Regions from separate parts of the Anas platyrhynchos genome. Here region 1 is linked to region 2. Evidence: chromatin contacts called from public Hi-C data. All regions are on one chromosome and are shown on one strand. Each heading gives the region's core, a stretch centred on a gene start, on an enhancer-like site or on the middle of the called end of the contact. The rest is flanking DNA. Distances are from core to core; before and after follow the strand shown. Region 1 has its middle 240 kb from the start of TRNAS-GCU. Region 2 has its middle 85 kb from the start of TRNAS-GCU.

Region 1 (6,225 bases), core at 2,567-5,066, 150 kb before region 2:
TACCATCATTAGAAATGTAAAAGTCATACAATCCTTCAAGCCAGAAAAGGTGGTTTTATGGGAAGGTTCACAGACGTTTTTTCATTAGCTGACTTATCCCAAACTCAGGGGGCTTTCATGGGAACTGTGTTTCCAGTACTGTTTTCCAGTTTGCTCCATGATTACAATTCCCATTAGTTTCCAGGCTATTCCTAAATAAGGCCCAACTCTTCTCTGCATTAAGATTCTGCCTTACATCACACTTTAGCAATCTTCACTTTTAAAAAATGAGGAGGATATCTGAGAATTCTCTTAGAGCAGTATTTAAATTAAATCTCCTTATTAATGATGTATGGATTTCTTTCATTGTTTAGGAGGCCTGTGAACAGTTGAAAGAAACAAGAAGGCTTTTAGTAATGGGCACTAACAGCACCATTGTGCTTGCATGGAAGCTCTTGGCCATTCAGTGTCACAGGGTCAAAAACAATCCGAGCTCCCACACCAAAGCAGCCTGTAGAAGGCCACACAGACCTCACAACGCTGATTCTTTAGAGCTTGGGTGGGTTTCTGTGAGTGATGTGTTAAGTTCAATATTGGGAAGTAGAGGGGGAAATTAAGTTTTATTAAAGTTTACACTCATTCAAATTTCCCAAGTCCATTTCTGATTTTTTTCTGAGTTATATTGGAAATCTGAAGGGAGCAGGATAAAATGTGAATTAGAAATGTTATGAGATGTATGAGATGGCCTTCTTTGCTGGTGCTTTTTCTTCTGGTTGTCTGGCACATCTCTCTGTCAAGCACTGGTCATAGGGTTACTTCTTGCAAATAACAGTGATAGAAATCATAGAGGTAAACAAAGTGAGGGAAGGAAGGAGAGGAAACAGGACTAGGGAAGGCATTTATTTGACTTCATTAACCTTACGAACCATGGCATTTAATTGCTAAAATAATATTTGAATCCCATTTTATCTGGTCCTCTTTTCCTTTTCCTAGCTTGTGCAATGCAAGACCTGAAGTAGTAGCAAATGCCAGTCAGAGAAAACTCATGTACTTCAGAGAAAGTCTGACTGTATATTTATACATAATTATAAAATAATCAGTAAATTCTGCACTTTGCTGCATATTATGAGGCACAGGTTACAGATGTTACACATATAGGGGTTCACAATATATATGTTTCTAAAAGTTCTAAAAGCATGAAGTTTTTGTGCTGTTGTAAAGCACAAAATATATATATAGTATAGTGATTTGTTAAAAGAATCTGATAACCTGAAAGTCCCAAATGTCGCCAAAATACTGATATATTATCTTTTTCCTTTTTTTTTTTTCAAGGAAGTATGCTATCCTATTCTCACTACTGTCAGAGAAATATAATAGAACAGGAGAAAGAAAAAGCTTTTCAGGCACACAATACACTTCAAAGTTCCTATTCAGAATGCATGCAGAGCACAGTGCTTTCTCCCTGAAGTTTACCTTCTCCTCATTCAAGAAGAAGTTTTACTTCTTTGCTGGCTTCCCAACTCCAGCAAGACTTCATTTTCAACCTTTACTGTTACCCTATTACAACTTTTACCAACTAAGTTTGAGAGGTTTTTTTTTCTTCTTTTTTTTTTTTTTTTTCCTTCTTCTGAGGATTCAGAGGTTTAAACCAATTTTGTTTCAGTCTCACATCAGCACCATGCAGGAGGCATTCAAAGACAAATCTAACTGAGGACTTTTATTTCTGAGTAGTGTTTTAAAGTAAAGAACATTTACCTTGTGTTTTAAGTGAAACTAGTAATGGTAAACCACAACAGAACTGTCTGTGCAACGTACAGTTGTGTTCCTAGATTAGAAGCAAAATTTCTTTGTGAGGGGGCTAACAATACTGCAGGGGGCCATCTTGCTTCACTGAACTGGAACATCAAGTCTTTTGAGAGCACTCACACATTAGGTTGTAAGATTATTCTCACTATAGCAACGCTCTCCAATACATTTTTTTTTTTTCATTTAAAAGAAAAAGTTTTTACTTAGCTTTCCACTACCTATTATCTTTCCCAACACCTTCTATCTTTTCCATTCCTAACTTTCCCCTCCCCTGTCCCAGCCAGTTTCAGTTCAGTGTAAGTGTTCAGCTTCTGCACTTAAGATTGTATACAGAGGTAGGTTTGTTTTGTTTTGTTTTCTCTGGAACTGAACAAAGTCAAGAAAGTGGAGTTCTCCTACAATAACAGTAAAATGTCAAATCAGAACATCCAGGGCTCCCCTTGATCACTTCGATATAGAGTTTCTCTGAAAACTGGGCTTTGTCTTTATTACCTTCCAGTGAATTGATGGGGCAGTTCTGAATGAAAATTAGATGCTCTGTGGAACGTTTTGAATCTCACATACCTGGTGAAATTGCTGTGCTATTGAAGATGTCAGAGTAAAATTAATCAGCTAGTTTGTTATCAGAGCTCATATTATATTTCTCTCAGAGGAGTTAAAATCTAAAAATCAGTGAACAGCTCTCTCCACAAGTAAGAGCACCTTAACTAGTAGCATGCCTGAAGTCTAGGGAGGAAAAAAGGCAATCTTCAAAAAGCCTTTGAAAAGCCAAAGAAAACTACTTGAATCTGACTAGGTAGGGCCAGGGATATTTCAAGGCTCATGGATCCAGCATTGGTATCCAAATACAGCTGCCTGCTGGGTAAGAAGAGGCACATGATCAGTGACCTTTCATGAGGTTTTATTTGCTATTTGTTCATGACCGAATCCATAGGTGGAATGATGGGTACCTGTCCTAGATATACCTGTTGCTGAATCTGCAGTCTGTAGTGATTTTCAAAGACAGGAAATGGGATACAGAACACTATTTATGTCACTGTTTCTATTTTTGACACAAACTCAGACCCACAGAAAAACTCTAAGGACAAATTTCCAGCAAAACACATGAGATATAGTATGAGAAAAACAAAAGCTGGTTATTACAAAGGTCTCCACTATAAGTAACTACTACAATAGAGCTTGTCCAAACGAAGATTTGTCTTTTCTCCAATCTTTTGTCAGCTAGCTGACAAGTAAAATCCTGTTCAAGAAATTGTGTCAAAAGAACAGGCTAGGCATGTTGGAAGCAGTGTTTGTTTAAACTGAAATATATGCTGCATGCCTAACACAAGAACTGAAAGCAAAAATCTAGATTATGAGATGCACCTCAGAAGAGAGTTTCTAGACCTCAGTTACTGCAGGAATGAAGTGGAGGATGAAGGCTGCTTTTGTCCCTGTAGAAATAAAAAAATAAAAATAAAAAATACCAAAAAAAAGCTAGCCAACTTCATATGAGCTGGGTTTAGGTTGCCGCCCCTTGATGGGGTGTTGACAGAAGCTGGGAAAAGGAGGAGGAGGCTTTCTTGGTTTGAATCTTATGTTCTGCCAAACCTATTTTGAAACTAAGTTGGAAATTTCCTTGCAACACCATATGTGATAAGAAAAGTGACCTTATAGACAAAGTATTTTACTTGCTGTTTCGGGAACCCAGACTGCCGTTCATATAGCTCAGCAGAAAAAGCAACAGAGACAGTGTATCACACTGATAAACTGCATAAGGATATGAAGATACAGTTTTAAGAAGTTGCTCTGTATGTGCAGGGAGTATTTTCCTCACTGCAGTTTTATTGGGAGTTCACTGGGTCTTTTCAGAACAGTGTACTGGAATTAGATGTCTGGGGCAGCTGGATCAGTAACAAGCTGAACTAAGCAGTCCAGTGCAGCAGGAGCGGTATTTACCACTTGTTCCCTTTCCCCATCCATACTGTAGCTGCCTTGGTTCCTGATACAGACCACAGATTTTAATTTAGAGTACAGCCTGTAAGGGCAAATGTTTGTTGCTTCCCTGTGAAAAACAATTTGGTGATCTCAAGCTATTTCCTAAAATAGCAGCTACACACCATAGAGTGATACCTAACTGGGCAGCCAAAGGTCAGAGTCTTGGATATTTATGACTGTATAGGGTGATTTATATATTAACCCTAGGGATAGTCTGCAGTGGATGACACCACAACTCATCAGAAAAACAACATGAGAATGTCTGCTGCCCTGCATCAGGACCTGTTTAGTACTAGTTCTGTGGCTGAACAGAAGTGCCAATGTCAATGTTACATGCAGAAAAAGAAAAAAAGTCAAAGCTCTTGTTAATAAAGACCACTGATGTTGGAGGCAGCTAATTTTGGTCAAGCAATAAGCTTGGAAGCCTCTTCCCCCAAGGGATTCCTTTTTTGTCTCGAAAACAAATGAAAGTGAAATGAAAACAAGAAGTCCAGACTATATAGAAGAACATTATGTGACTAAGCCTGCTGCTGCTCTGATGGTATTATTTCTGTAGTCCAGTCTATTCTGGCAGGACTATACTAGTGTATACTGCTTCTCAGGGCACTATACACTCATATGATATTCTTTAGCCCTGTGAACCTCTACATGTATGAAAGGGAGTGTGAGCTGCCAACAATATATAGTGATTGAAAAAACATTCACCATTTATTTACTTCTACAAGCAAAAAGGAATGGTGGGAGTAGTTTGCCTAACTATTGTTTAGGTACTCATTCATTAAGTGCTTGGTTACTTTTAACACTTCTAAAACTGCAGCAAGTTATTTACCAAAGATTACAGCTTCAGCTAGAAGATGCCCTCCAGCCTTGTGAACTTACAGCTAGCTATTCATGCACTGGAGTTATAATGAAAGCCAGGCAAATATCTAACAGGGTTGGGCTGAGATAGTGGCAGGGAGGTTTGTATTAAAATTCAATACAGCACCAAAGACAGTGATAGAGACTAAACAAGAGGAAAGTCTTCCCTCTTCTGTGCTCATTTAGGAAGCACATGGAAATAATTGTTGGCCCAGAGACACACATCCATAATTCCCATTGTGCTCTGAGAGCCAGCCCTCATACCAGCCCTGTGCACCCGTACAGAGCACTCTGAGTATTGGAATGCAAATCTGCACACCAAGCGTCAAGACTTGCGTAGGCAGTATTCTCACAATAATCAACATTATAAATTAGAACAAGGCTCTCCAGACCAGGTCAGCACCCATCAAGTTTGCAGGAGTTCATCAGCATGGGAAAGGCTTGTTTTAAGAAAAGCAGCTCTCCTGTATGTAAAATAATTTACTATTCATACTTGGTCAAGGGTGAGTTCAATACAGTAACTTAAAGCAAGGAGAAGATGCTTGTCCAAACAAGTACAAGCAACTCAAAATATTCAAAATCATGTCATTGATATTTTGATAGAAATAGGTTTTTAAACATGCATGGATATTTCAGAGAAAATTGTGTGTTGCTGTTAACTAGGGCATAAAATGACCAAAGTCACGACGGTCCCTCTTTAAGCGGCATCAAGGAACTGAAGGGTCAAAACTGTGTGTCATACAGACGTGTCAAGTTGCTTCTCTCCCAGCATGCTGGACCGCTTGAGGTGACAAAAACAAGTGGGTAGATGACAGGGTCGGGGGAGGGAGTCAGTGGTGCTTGGCTCCTGCCAGAGAGCATGCTGTGCTGCCCTGCTCTTCCTCCATGCATAGATCGCAGCAGGCAGCAGATCTCCATCTCCTTTCCCAATGGCAATGCATCCCCACTGTTTTCTGACCCCACATGACTCCCTCTATTGGCAGCTCACAGATCAGGCTTTGACAACGTGGAAGGGGAGAGAGCCATAATGCAGTAGAGAAATGAGGTGCAGGGTTAGCTACCAGGGACTTAAAAGAATCAAAGCATAAAATGTCACAGGTCTGAATTCATTTCTTTTGCCCAAGGAAAGCAAGATAGACTGTTTTATCATTTGGATTCAAAATCAAACATTTAGCAGACTGAGGTTAAATTTTGCTTTAGGGGCATAGAATATTACTGTTTGGATTTGAAACAAGATTCACTGACATCCTCAGCACCAAAACTCATTGCTGCAGAAAACACTTACTTAACTTCATCAAGTGAAGAGTGACTGTAAAAATCATCATTTTCACATTCAACAGAATCTTTTGAAATAGGACTCTTTACTTACACTGGCAAGACAGGTGACACTTGAGACAACACAATAAGAGTTAATGAAAACAAAAGATTGATATTCTGAACCAGACACCTATATACTTATTTAAAGAGGAAAAAAAAAAAAAAAAGAAGTATGGAGGAAGATAAAAATATGTAATTACCGTGTATTTAGACCTTTAGCTCCGAAGGCATTTCCTTGCTTTGGGATAAAGAAGAAAGGATCAAAAAAAAAAAAAAAAAAAAAGTCTT
Region 2 (6,714 bases), core at 3,046-5,545:
AGCTGCCTGACTACTTCAGGGCTAAACAAAAGTTAAAGCATATTATCAAGGGCATTATCTAAATGCCTCTGGAACACTGATAGGCTGACATGCATTTCTATGTTCCTATGAAATAGAACAAATTCAAGAAAAAATCATTTCTCAAAGAAATACTTCAAATTAATAGTTTTTCAGTACTAGCTCCAACAATTCTTTATGCCGTAACATCTTGGAGCTTTAAATGAAGATCTGTGAAGATCACTGTACAACAAAAAGTGAGCCGGTCCTAAAATTACACTCAAGTTTCCATCTGAGTTTTGCATATTTGTTTTTTTTTTTAAACCAGAAGTCTTCCAATAACTTCACATCTTACAGCATGCAACTATTTGCTCACTTCAGGAAATAAGACATGACAGAGCATTGTCATTAACTTGTTCCATTTTGCACTACAGTATTTCTTATGAGCTTGTTCTTCAGAAGGCAAAGCTTTTCATAAACATTGGTAACTTCAAACTTTTCCATTATGTCAAAAATTCTCATGATTTACCAAAACAAGTTCAAGAAAAATAGCCGCAAAACAGTCCAGTAATAGACAGCTATTTTTGGTAAATTTAAAGCTTCAAAAATGCCTGCTTTTATTTTAAAACAAATTAAAAGACAACTACTAAATAAGCTCTCTTTGTAGTCCTGGAAAGCAAAGAAAGTTTGATTTTACAAAGTATTTTAAACATTTTTTCCCTGACCTATTTTGATCACATCCTGATGTTTTACATATATAAGAAAAAAGTTCTAAGAGGCAGCAGCCCCTCATGGTTTATATGGCAAAATTGTCCCTACAGAACAAAAATTGAAATTCTGGAGCCATTTTCCTACTTACTGTATCCATGTCTTAAAATAAACAATATACATGTACGATAATAACCTGCATCTCCTCTTCCACCACAAGTACTTCTGAGGTCAGCATTCTCTCCATTAACTGACCTTAGCCAAACAAGATGAGGCTTTTGGGGAACATGCTAAATGCAGGTTGTTGCACTTCCATTGCCCTTTCTTCTTAGGTTTTGCTGAACCAAGGAGTCTGAACACGCTGAACATTTTGCTGTCTGAAGCAATAAAACAGCTCTGTCCTGCTATACTTGGGCACAAATTATTTATTCTCCAACTCCTGCAGGTGTAGCAGGAATTGTCTGCAGAGTTGTGTTCATTTGATCAGAAGCCTTAGTGTACCCATTTACACTGAAAATATTTAAAACACTGAGTCAGAAACCATCTCAGCTAACAGCTAAGGACCCTGGAGGACAAGGCAAAAACCAAGCACCGTGTACAAAACCTCTTATCTGAATCACAGAATCACAGGATGGTTTGGGTTGGAAGGGACCTTAAAGATCACCTAGTTCCAACCCACCGTCCCATGGTGAGGAGGGGATGCCTTTAGTGTTTGAACTAACCTGTCACTGGATTTGTTTCACTCTTGTTTTCAGTTGCTAAATGCCTTCTGAAAACCAAGGCTCTATGAATCATTCAGTGTTGCGTCTACCAGCACTTCAGCATGGTGGAGGTCAGCAGCACCATGTTCCCAGAGCACAGTGAGCAACAGACAAAGCATCCATCCAAAAACACTGGGGACCACTTTCTTCTTCAGGAATTTTTCATTTTAATATTCCTTAAGGGCACTGGTGACAAAGCTAAGAGGTCACCGCAGGAGCAAAAGTCCATCATCAAACTCAAGCTTTTAAAATGGCTATATCCATTATATCCTTTCAGGATATATCAATTATATCTTTTCAATTTCAAAATTAAGGAAAGAGATTGTTACTTTTCTTACTTCACTTTTCTCATTATTAAAGCATAAGGGCTAGCCATTTTTTCAGCAGGCAGAGAAGAAGCAATTTCACTGCGGTCCCTTAATGCCCATCTTAGTTCAAAACCATCTTACTGGTTCCAGAGAAACCATTCCTGTGCAAGACCTGGACTAGCAGAGAATCAGGCTATAGCATTTTAGATCTAAAAGTTAACTGTAAAGCTCAAATCTGAGAGTTATGTTTGTATATACACCCACTTCAGTTTTCTTTTGTTACTTTTAAAAGCTATAAAAATGTGCTCTAATACGTACCATAAGCAAACAAGTTGCGAGCCAGACTAATTATATCACTCTTGCCCTTTGCTTAGAGCAGTTTTAACTCATCTCTAAATTCCAGTCATCTGTTTCTAATTCGAGTACATTTCAATTTCCTCACTCAATATGAGGAGCAGCAGCACCAGTGCTCACCAGGGGCCCTCGCCAAGTGCAAATAAGAGTCAAGAAAAATCCTGGTGCTCTGCAAAGCAAGCTGTCCCAGCTGTCCCTAGCACAAGCATTCAGCAGCAACAGTCAGACCTCACAAAGTACAGAGCAAGTCACCCACATTAGTGTTGTTGTTAATGAGTATAATTTTTAAGATTAAATATCAGCTGTTATTTTTGAGCAAAGTTACCCCAAAAAATTAAATCAGGCAGTTTTTGCCTTCGCTACCACTTGTTATACAAAGCATGCTAACTGATACATAGCATCTCCATCATTTGTTGCTCTGCTTTGATGCATCTTTTCCAGCAGCAAATGTTTTTGAATCCTGCCAATTGCTGTTCCTAAATGTCTGTGCGTGGAGCCTGAAGAAGTGAACACCAAACCGAAACAGAAGGTTATGGGACTGGAAGGGGAGAGAAGCACAGCTGTGCCTTCTATATTACTCTATGCAATCTATATTACTCTATAGCTCACATTGTACAGCAGTTTCTTTTGTTTCAGGATAAGAGGATGAACTGCAATGACCTCCAAAGGGGTTGTGCATTTGTTTTCCTCTGAGGTGGGGAAAAAAAAAAAACTGCATTTCTATTGTTTACGTAGAAGATGAAGCTGTGCCTAACAATATTTCCCACTTCAAATGTATGTTATTTATAGTAGGCTTTTGAATTTTCTCCTGGAAGAATCAGTTCACAAAAAATCATGAAGTTCATGAAGTAGGTGAGAGAAAATCCAGCTCTCATACACTTACTCTGCATATTGAGCTGAGAGAAAAACTGTCCCACATGGGAGCCTGGCAGAATACGTAGCTGCAAGAACAAGAATTACAAGCGTTCTCATTGCAGTGGGAAGCATTCAACAGAATGGATAGAAGGAAAACTACTCATCTATTCCAAATATTTCCTTTTATTTGTTAAAGTTTTCACTTTAAAAAAAAAAAATCCCCCAGATGTATTATTTTAATAACAGTTCGTTAGGGGAAGTTTTGGTTCATTTTGCATTTACTCTTAGGAATCTGTTAGTTGTTATTTTGCATTCAAGTGTAAATTAAGAGGAAATAATTAACTGCATCAAGACTTTTCTGAATTGGGGTCCCCCTAAGATTTTTTCTATGAGGTTTCAGTCAAAGCACTGGTTAGGAATAGAAACAACATCTGCAGCAGAGAAAGGCAAAGAAGGCAACACTTCTTTGCATACTTGAACAGTTCTGTGATTTCCAGATAACCCTGCATGAATCTGCCATAGTTTTGTCAATTAAAATATGAATTTTTAAAACATTGTTAAGCTATTGCTGGAGGAAAATGGAGTCAAAATGAGCCAAGTCCAGCACTCTTGTTTATTAATCATACTACCTACCTAGCCAATTTCTCAATCAGCTATTAACAAATAGGTCTCAAGCATTACTCTTCAGCATACTTCTCACAGAAGTATTAAAATCCTGAAGAATCCGTTAACAAATTTCTTTTGTGAGATTACCACAAACTGTATGCTGCATACCTAAAAACAACTTCACATGAAATTGGAGCCACGTGCAAAACCCGCAGAGTCCAAAATGAAGGGGGACACTCAGCTTCTCTGAGTGGTAGCAGATGTAAAGCCCTTGCTGTATGGCTTCCAGGCAAAGCATTAAAAGGGGTCTTAATTCACGTTTGCTGGCAGATCTAGGTGCATACTACTGAAACACCTCCAGTGGACTGCTCCCTCCCATCCCCTCCCCACTACAGCATCCCTACAGACAGCAGGCACAGCTGAGTAGGACACATGCACTCTCTCAAATCACCATTTACTTCCGGCACAGTAACAAACAAATTGGTGGATATACCATTAGAGATACTTATTTGACATCCTGTTCGCAGCCAGAATAACACACAGCTAACAACATTCAAGAAATCTTCCCATTCAGATAGTATTTGGAAGGAGAAACAGCCTCACCCTGACTGCTTCCCATGCTCCTGCATAAGAGATCCACAAAACAAGACATTTCTTCAAAAGGCTGAACAATGCTCACACACATGTATTTGTAAGAGTACAGGTAATGTTGCCATCTAGTGACTCCTGCCATAGCAATATTGGCAACATTTTGACTGGGCTTTATCAAGTATCCTTTAACAGCTCTACAGCTGTCTCCAGTCTGGGGGCCATAACATGTGAATTTGGGGGGGGTTGCAACCTTTTTCGCATCATACCAGATTACAATAGGGACTATGAAATTTTCTTAAAAAAAAAAAAAAAATCAAATCATTTTAGGGTCTCTTTTCCTCTAGCTTCTAGAAAAGCAGTTGTAACCCTTCTTCAGTGCGCTTGTGATCAAGGAGACAACCCATGAAAAACTAGAGCTCAGTGGATTTGATCTGTAAATTCAGTGATTTTCCTGGCACCAAATCTCCTTTTCTGGCACCTTGCAGTACTATTTAGACTGCTACAAAACAATGTTTTGTAAAATTCAGCTTGCAAGCTACAAATGGATAGAAAGAGCATAAGGCAACCCCAGTAGTATTCTTGTAGTATACAGGCAGAGCAACCCTGGCAGCTGTGCTACACATTAGCCAAGTTTTAAGACTTATTACTAGTCATTCACCTCAGAATGACAGAAGTCTCACAATCTATCAACTAACCTGTTGCAATCACAGCAACTTAAGACTGTGCCTTTCCTGATGTAATTGTGGCAGAGCTGCGATCAGATCTGAAACATTTAGTAATCAATGTTTTTGTCTAAACACCATAGCAGACACTTCCCTTTTCTGGGGAGTTTGGTGCAGAGCTCTCTGCAGAGGTGATATGAGGGAGCTATTCTGTTTAGTTTTTTTGTTCAGATTTTGTGGGGGTTTTGTTTTGCTTCACACCGGGGAGTGGTAGCAATTTCCCTTCAACAGACCCATACTGGAGGCTCCTGGGCAAAACAAAAAAGGACAACATCAGGAAAGAATTTAGTAGGAAAGCATGACCACCACACACTGAAATAGGTAAAGTGCTACAAATAGAAGCATAAAGACAAGCTGTAAAAGAGGTGGCTGGGCTGGGTTACAAATAAGTGAGAGGAGAGCAGAAACAGAAGAGGACAAAATTAAAGAGCTTTAACCTAGAAAGAAAAAAAAAAAAAAAAAAGAAAAAGAAAAAAGAAAGACAGGGAAAGGACTGTAAGAGAAAGAATGTGCAGTCTTGGACAGCAAGAGGAAAAGTGCAGCTCTGAGTATCTAGGAGACAAGCAAGGCAAGGATCCAAGTGCAAAGAGCAGTTAAACTTAGTTCAGAATAAAGAAACACCTTTGGCACTTACGGAATTTGTTAATGCCTCACTATTGGGAGCAAAATTAGAGGACTTCAACAATGCTGCTTCATTCTGTGTCTCTCACACAGGCAGCAAACACTCACAGGTCTGTTTCACAGGTTAGTCAATAGTGAGTGCATTGCAGATGGCTTCTGCTAGGTATGATTTTAATATAAAGCTGCTTGGAACTGTCTCAATGCATTGCTTTCATATTGTTCTTGCACATGGATAACTTTAACATCAGCTGCATAACTCGGAAAATTGAGAAACCCTGACTATGCCTAGATTTCAGTTGGACTAGCTGAAAAACTCAATGCCTTGGGAAATTGGTCTGGTCTTTTGTGTCACCCCACATTGCCACTGGCCCCCACCTTCCTCATGCATTCCAAGATTTATTCTGTTATTCTCAGTGAAGTTTGTTCCACAATTTGTGATCACACCAGTGCACTCACTCATATGCACACAAGCCTGGGAAGGTCAGAAGTCACAGATGTTTTGCTAAATACACAGAACCCATGACTTGCATGAGATCTGTGTCTTACTCATAATGCAGAGAAACATATACAATTCTGCATATGGAATGCATCACACTTAACTCATTTAAAACATGATTCACATTTCTCATCCCACAGCTCATCCCACCTATATAGTGACTGCTATTGCTATGTTAACATCCAGCTTTAAAATAATTAAAAAAAAAAAAGCTTATCACTACGAAAGTACTATACCCCATAGATGAAGCCTTGAAGGCATGACCAATGAAGAATGTACAATTTCAGAATAGAAAAGACTGAACAATGCAGAACATTCATCTAACACTTGTATCATACATATAGCAGGCGTGCCTAGGTCTCATTTATGAGCTACCACCCATATTGATGTTTATATAGTGCAGAGTCAAACAAAGAATTGCTGCCTCAGAAGACTTACAGCTTAATTCTCCTACCAATCCTTAGGTCAACTCAGCCATAGCAAGCAACAATGACACATTCTGAAAGCAGAAATGGGCTCCTGTAAAGTAAAGACAAGAGAGTTTTAAAATGCACTGAACCCACCCTCAGGGAGAGTTAGGGATGCCTTATGAATGCTCTAACTTAGCCCTGAGGTTTGTAGTAGCATTTCATCCCCCACCCTTCCAGTTACAGCTTGTGGAGCACAGAGCTGTCACACCACACTTCATCTGAGAT

The links. A called contact is a pair of places that touch in the nucleus more often than the background predicts.
Region 1: a contact with region 2 is called in a Hi-C map of subcutaneous adipose tissue, with 2.1 times the contacts expected there. The contact joins two enhancer-like sites. A contact is called at or near these places in 2 of 8 Hi-C or Micro-C datasets (F5 follicle and subcutaneous adipose tissue).

The regions. Positions count from the first base shown.
Region 1 is chr3:41,435,167-41,441,391 of IASCAAS_PekinDuck_T2T, reverse strand. No RefSeq gene overlaps it. Among named protein-coding and RNA genes, the nearest start is that of TRNAS-GCU, 240 kb to the right of the region's middle. Within about 2 kb of position 3,816, at least 2 of the 8 cell types and tissues checked have an H3K27ac peak or open chromatin away from gene starts, as enhancers often do. A contact at or near this core is called in subcutaneous adipose tissue, where this site is marked.
Region 2 is chr3:41,280,667-41,287,380 of IASCAAS_PekinDuck_T2T, reverse strand. No RefSeq gene overlaps it. Among named protein-coding and RNA genes, the nearest start is that of TRNAS-GCU, 85 kb to the right of the region's middle. Within about 2 kb of position 4,295, at least 1 of the 8 cell types and tissues checked has an H3K27ac peak or open chromatin away from gene starts, as enhancers often do. A contact at or near this core is called in subcutaneous adipose tissue, where this site is marked.